Regions from separate parts of the Rattus norvegicus genome. Here region 2 is linked to region 1. The links are chromatin contacts, called in public Hi-C maps. All regions are on one chromosome and are shown on one strand. The core of a region is the stretch at or near the end of the contact, and the rest is flanking DNA. Distances in the headings are between cores, read along the strand shown.

Region 1 (3,014 bases), core at 368-2,867:
TTTGAGACATTTTTTTTTTTTTCTGGAGCTGGGGACCGAACCCGGGGCCTTGAAGCTTGCTAGGCAAACACTCTACCACTGAGCTAAATCCCCAACCCCGAGACATTTTTTTGCAAACAGTAAAGGACGTTTGGGGTAGAAATTTGGTTCACTGAATTCTTTGGTTTGTATAATTATTAGGTCCAGAAAAATTGGCTTCAAATCTTCAGTTTGAAGTCAGCATGTGAAGTGTGTGTCTTTGTCCCTCGTCACCTTCTGGTATTCTAAGGAAATTAAGGGGCTCCTTTCCCAAGAGTTGTTTAGTGTCTTGTGGCCTTCACTTCTAATTCTTCCATGCTGGCTTTCATGACACCAGTTTGTGAGAGCCGTGGGACTTTGCGGTGACTGAGCTGTACAAAGTGCTGATGTTGATTTGGCCCAGCTTCCTGCCCGAGGCTGCTCAACAGAACGCTGTTTTTTCATTCAGAAGTTTTGTCCAGGGGCATTTGGGAAACCATTTCTGCAGCTGTTTCCTGCAGTTGCAGGATCTTCTCACTATGATAGAGGAAACGCACCCCTGGCACAGCCACAGGATTGCAGCGTACTCTCCCAGCTCCTCCCAATTCTTTGGAACCTTGGACTCCTCTAGAGTCCTGACAGTCTAGAATCTGGGCAGTACGGTCTTGCAGCACAGAGAACAGAGATGTCGACTGCTCTGTCTATGTTCATCCATAACTCTTCCACTGTTCTCTGACTCCTCTGTTTGGAGCAGCCAGTAATGGAAACAAACAGGACCAGCACTGGCAAGGGACTGGATAGTTGTTTAACTTTATTTTTAAATTCAACTTGTCTAGCCAGGCAGATCACACATGCTGCTTGTGGTAGACAGAACTGTCAGATGATTGGGAGAATTCCCAGGTTCTAATACACATATACACACCTCCTGGCTTTACAAGCACTAATCCAGATGAGACAGTAACCAAGGTTCTAAATCCTATGACCCCTAAAATGGAGAGCTATCTGTGTGGACTGGACCTAGTCCCAAAGCCTTCGAAGGCTGACTTTAGAATGAGGAGCAGAAATGTTGGACATTTGAAGTAGGAGAGGAACTTGGAGCAAGGTTTCTTTTTGCTGGTTTTGGAAGTAGAGGGTCTGTATGGCAAGAGGCTTAGAGTAGCATGAGTCCGACCAACCAACTAAAAGCATTTAGCTGAGGACTTTTGAGTTCAGCACAAGAACCCAGCCTGCGGAAGAATTTGCAGAAAGCCTTGTAACACTTTGAGCAGATAAACCAGCCAGTCTTAAAAAAGTCCTATGGTAATGAATGGGTGTTACCTTTAACTAGTGAGCTTGTGGTAGTAATGCAGCATAGAGAAGGAGAGGTGATGCAGGGAACTCTGGACCAAGAGAGGAAAGGGCAGGCTGGGCGGGGAAGGCCCTTCCTACAATGGAAGCCTCTGCATTGTGTGAATATGCACAGCTGTAGCAGCCTGCTGGTGCCTCCCACCATCTTGTCTATCCTCATCACTCCTGCTCCCAGAACCCTTCTCTCCCCAAGGACCTATCTCTACTCAGGGCGGTTCAGGACATTTCCTCCTCAGTGCCTCAAGAAGAGGCAGGCCCAGCCGATTGTGAGTCACTCCTGGTCACTCCCAGACTCGGACCTCCACACTTGTCTGCTGATCCCTTGTGTAGCAGGCCATCCACAGCCCTGTTTGAAGGAGACTGTGAAGTGCCTGTCCATCTTCACCGTCTCTTTCTCTTAGATGAGACTGCTTGTGCCACAGTCAGACAAGAGCAGAAGCACAGGGGAACTGACAAGAGCCACTTAGCCTGCAGTCTTTCTGAGTTGTACAGGGACAACGGGATTTTTAAGAGAAAGTATATGTGGTGCTGCGTATCTTTCAAGATACAAGGAATGTGTTTATTTCTCTCTTGTTCTACTTACAAAGATAAGTAAATAAGTAGAAAGTCTGAATAGAGTCAAAAATAAAAACACAAGAATTTTGAGTACATGTATGAAAAAGCCAAACAGCATGAATCAGTCAAGACAGCTTCCTGAAAGCAGGCTGGGGCACAAACAACAGAAACAGGGCCCTTCTCGTGTGGTCTGTATGGTGTGTCACCCTGACTCCAAGCCAAAGATTCTGTTGGGAAATAAATACACACTTCACAGAAGCATCCTTCTATATATAGGCTCAGAAGTCCTCCACTACGTGCCCACAGACCTCAGCAGTAGGTAGGGGGTCCATAAGATCATGCATGAATGTAAGAGAGGTATGCAGTATGCTTCCATAGGAATCATTCTGTATCTTATTCTTCTGATTCAGGCAATAAGGAAGGGGAAAAATAAGCTGTTGGCACGCAGATGGAAAAAGAAGCCAGCATCTCCACTTGGAAGTGTTCCCTACTCCATAGACCTGATACCCACTCTAAATATAATATATTAAGGCTACTAGAAGTAGCAAGCTCAATAAAGTTCAACATACAAAAATAACTATATTTTTGTCCAGAAGCAGTGAATAATCTTTTTTTTAAAGAGAGAAACAGTTTCAGCCAGAAGTGGTAACAGGTGCCTGTCGCTCAACACTGAGGTGGGAGCATGAGTTCGAGGCTGAGGTCTGCACTAAGTAAAGACCCTGGCCAAAAGCCGGGTGGGGGATGGGCAAAGTCCATTTACAATAGCATCGAAGGGAACAGAACTCCTAAACGCAAACTTTTGACAGGAACAGTAAGACATACAAAAAACCTAAGAACCATGACAAGAGAAATTAAACACTAAGTAAACAGACATCTCATTCCTTAGTGTGTTGGATGCAAGAATTAAGATGGCAGATTGAATATGTCCTTCATCAGAATTTCATCTGTCCTTTTGTGTAAAATTGATAACCTTATCTTAAAATTCACAGACATATAAAGGATCCCAAACCATCTGATCCAAAACACCCTTAAACTAAAGTTGAAGGAAGCCCACTTTCCAATATCAAAAACTTTAAATTTTTATTTTTTTTTATTAATTTTTATTTTTATTTTAC
Region 2 (2,929 bases), core at 21-2,520, 170 kb before region 1:
AGGAGGACTCTCATCCTGAAGCCAGTTGGGGAATAAACACACACACACACACACACACACACACACACACACACACACACACACACACGGGGCTACCCAATCATTGTTCCTGCATGCCCTGGACTCTCACTTAAGACTATTAATTCAGTTTGTATCCTTAGTAAACTTATGATCAACACCTCCAAACTTTCTTTTATCATGCTAGTTTCTAAAAAAAGAGGGAAAGGAAGGAAAGAAGGAAAGAAAGAAGGAAGGAAGAAATCTGTGCAGGGAGGGGTACGGAGGGTGGGAGTTGGGGAAGTATTTTGTGGGAGTTCTGAACTCTGATTCTTCCGGGAAGAAAGGAAGCTGGGAGGATGTTCTCTGATGTATACTGTCACAATTCTTAACAACCCCCAATCTTTCTGTCCTTAAAAGGCAAAGCTAGGCTAAGATCATCGCCTCAGATAAACGTGGGCAGAGTCAAGGGATTGAAATGGTCTGTGGGACACACTGTTGAGAACAGACCAGAGAATTGAAAACTGGGCGCGTGGGGATGGGGGTGGGGGAGTGGGGGTGTGAGGTCATTGCTGAGAAGGAAAGGAGAGCTTCCAAGAAGATGAGAAAGGACTCCAAGAAATTAAAAGTCCATACTAGAAAGTGAAAGTGAACGCCCCCAAAGACCAACCAGAGGCAAGCAGAGGCTTTCTTTTCTCCAGACTCAAAAGTCGCAAACACTTTTCACTCTAGAAGATGGCTTTGGGTTTGGATTGCCAGTTTTGATCGTTGCTTCTAAGAGATAAGTTTGTAATAGACCGATCAGTGTGCTACATCCTCTGATTACCTTTAGCCTCTGGATAGACAGGCATTAGGGAGCCGAGCTTCTGCTAGGAGTGATGGAGAAAACCCTCTGTGTAAGAAGGGCTCCTACGCGTCGGCGACGACTTAGACTACACTCCAGCTCTCAAGTGGGTGCGGTCTGGCCTCTGCCCTTTCGCAGCAGAAGCGAGGTCCACCTCGGAAATTGCAAACTTGTTTCTTCTTCCACACAACCAGTTGCAAAGCTGGAAGGTTCTGGGCTAGAAGGACGGTGTCCGGAATTTAGTAATCTGTCAGTTGCGGGGCTAGGCGGCTCGCCTGCGTCAGCGACCCTCCCACCCTCCGGGGCCTCACTAACCAGAGCAGAAGGCGGGCGCGGCCAGCATCCCACTGCTGGACAAGGCTGTGACTCCCTGATGCTGGCGAAGGGTCCCCGCCTCGGGCACAGAGTTGCAGGAGTCCAGTTTCTGTTGACAACTACATCGCCTCAGTTGCTAAGACACCGCCAATCACAGCATGGCTCGGGATCCGGCCCCGCCCACCACTGCGCCCAGCGCAGAGCGGGTAAAGAGATGCTGGGGGCTGCGAGGGAGCGGGATGCTAGTGTTGCGGAACCAACTGGGACCGTCCGGGGCCACCGAAAAGAAAGGAGCCTAAGGCTCGTCCTCTGCTCCTAACACTGGCTCAGATGACAGTGGCAAATATTAAGAATTAGGTTAACAAATACTCAGATGAGCAGAAGCAGCAGAAGACTGGCCCACCGAAGGAAGTCTGTTCTCTCGCTTTACTTCCAGCAGATTACCCTAGTTCGCGCCTTTTGTTTTGATTTCTCCTTCGGTATTATAAAGTGATGGATTCGTTGCATGGAGTTGGAGCGATTCGTTACAAGTGCTCAGCTAGAAGGGGTGGTCAGATGAGCGTTCACAGTTCTGCCAGATTGCAACTTTGGACCGAGAGCAGCCATGATCAAAAAAGATTGTGAATGAAAACTCCTGCGGGGAGGGTAGAGGGAAACTGTGTCTGCAGTCAGCGACTGCTGTGGCTACTGATTTTGACTGACTAGAATTTCAGTTCTGGATCTGGAGAGATAGATGGCTCAGTGGTTAAGAACGCTGACTGCTCTTCCAGAGGTCTTGAGTTCAATTCCCAGCAACCACATGGTGGCTCACAACCATCTGTAATGGGATCCGATGCCCTCTTCTGGTGTGTCTGAAGACAGCTACAGTGTGCTCACATACATACAATAAATAAATCTTAAAAAAAAAAAAAAAGAATTTCCGTTCTGAAGAGATGTTGGAACGTTGCCTATCTGGAGGCTAATTACCTTATTTGGGCCAGTTTTAACCCGCCGGGACTGCCATTCCTTACCCACTTCAGTGGCCGAACTTCTTGTGACTAATAGATAGAACTCTTTTAGACTCTATTAACTCAGCAGCCGACTAGCCTCCACCAATCCAAAGGCTAAGAATGTCCCACAGCATCTTGAACCTGTAGAAAAGCTCTCTCCCTCTCCCCGGACCTACCTCTCTGGTGTACCCTCTAAGGTATTTTAAATTTGCCTTGATTTATGACTTTCTTTGTTCTGCCAAGCTATAAATACTTCATGAAACTGCTTCCATGTTGGAACATGGGATTTGGGGTAAACTAAATCTGTGTTGCCATGGCCATTCAAAATGGCTCCAGAATAGACTCTCTTATTCCCTTTAAGGCGAGAGCTGTGGCTTTTGTGTATCTGCAGATAGTTTTCCTATAGGAATTTTGTACCGCACTACTTAATGCTTATTTAGTTTTGGCTTACAATCACACAAATGACTCAAAATGCAAATCTGCCTTTCTTCATGCACTCACGCAAAAATGTACTTATGAAGATCTATCTGTTCATAAAAGATTCTATAAGGGCTGGAGAGATGGCTCAGCGGTTAAGAGCACTGACTGCTCTTCCAGAGGTCCTGAGTTCAAATCCCACAACCACATGGTGGCTCACAACCATCTGCAATGAGATCTGGCACCTTCTTCTGACGTCTGACGTGCAAGCAGAATACTGTGTACACGAATAAATAAATCTTTTTTTAAAAAAAGATTCTATAAGCCAAGTTTTGCTTCAGTGTTCGGATATTAAATTGTGTTTTAT

The links. A called contact is a pair of places that touch in the nucleus more often than the background predicts.
Region 2: a Hi-C map of psoas muscle shows a contact between it and region 1, with 1.9 times the contacts expected there. The contact joins the promoter of Vwa3b here to the enhancer-like site in region 1. A contact is called at or near these places in 2 of 12 Hi-C or Micro-C datasets (the Rat2 cell line and psoas muscle).

What each region holds. Positions count from the first base shown.
Region 1 is chr9:46,577,039-46,580,052 of GRCr8, reverse strand. All of the region lies in intron 4 of Tmem131 (transmembrane protein 131), which reads left to right. Among named protein-coding and RNA genes, the nearest start is that of Tmem131, 80 kb to the left of the region's middle. Within about 2 kb of position 1,617, at least 14 of the 93 cell types and tissues checked have an H3K27ac peak or open chromatin away from gene starts, as enhancers often do.
Region 2 is chr9:46,744,683-46,747,611 of GRCr8, reverse strand. It overlaps Vwa3b (von Willebrand factor A domain containing 3B), which reads right to left and starts at 1,270. Exons shown (of 28, transcript NM_001419961.1): 1 at 1,157-1,270. The coding sequence starts at 1,184.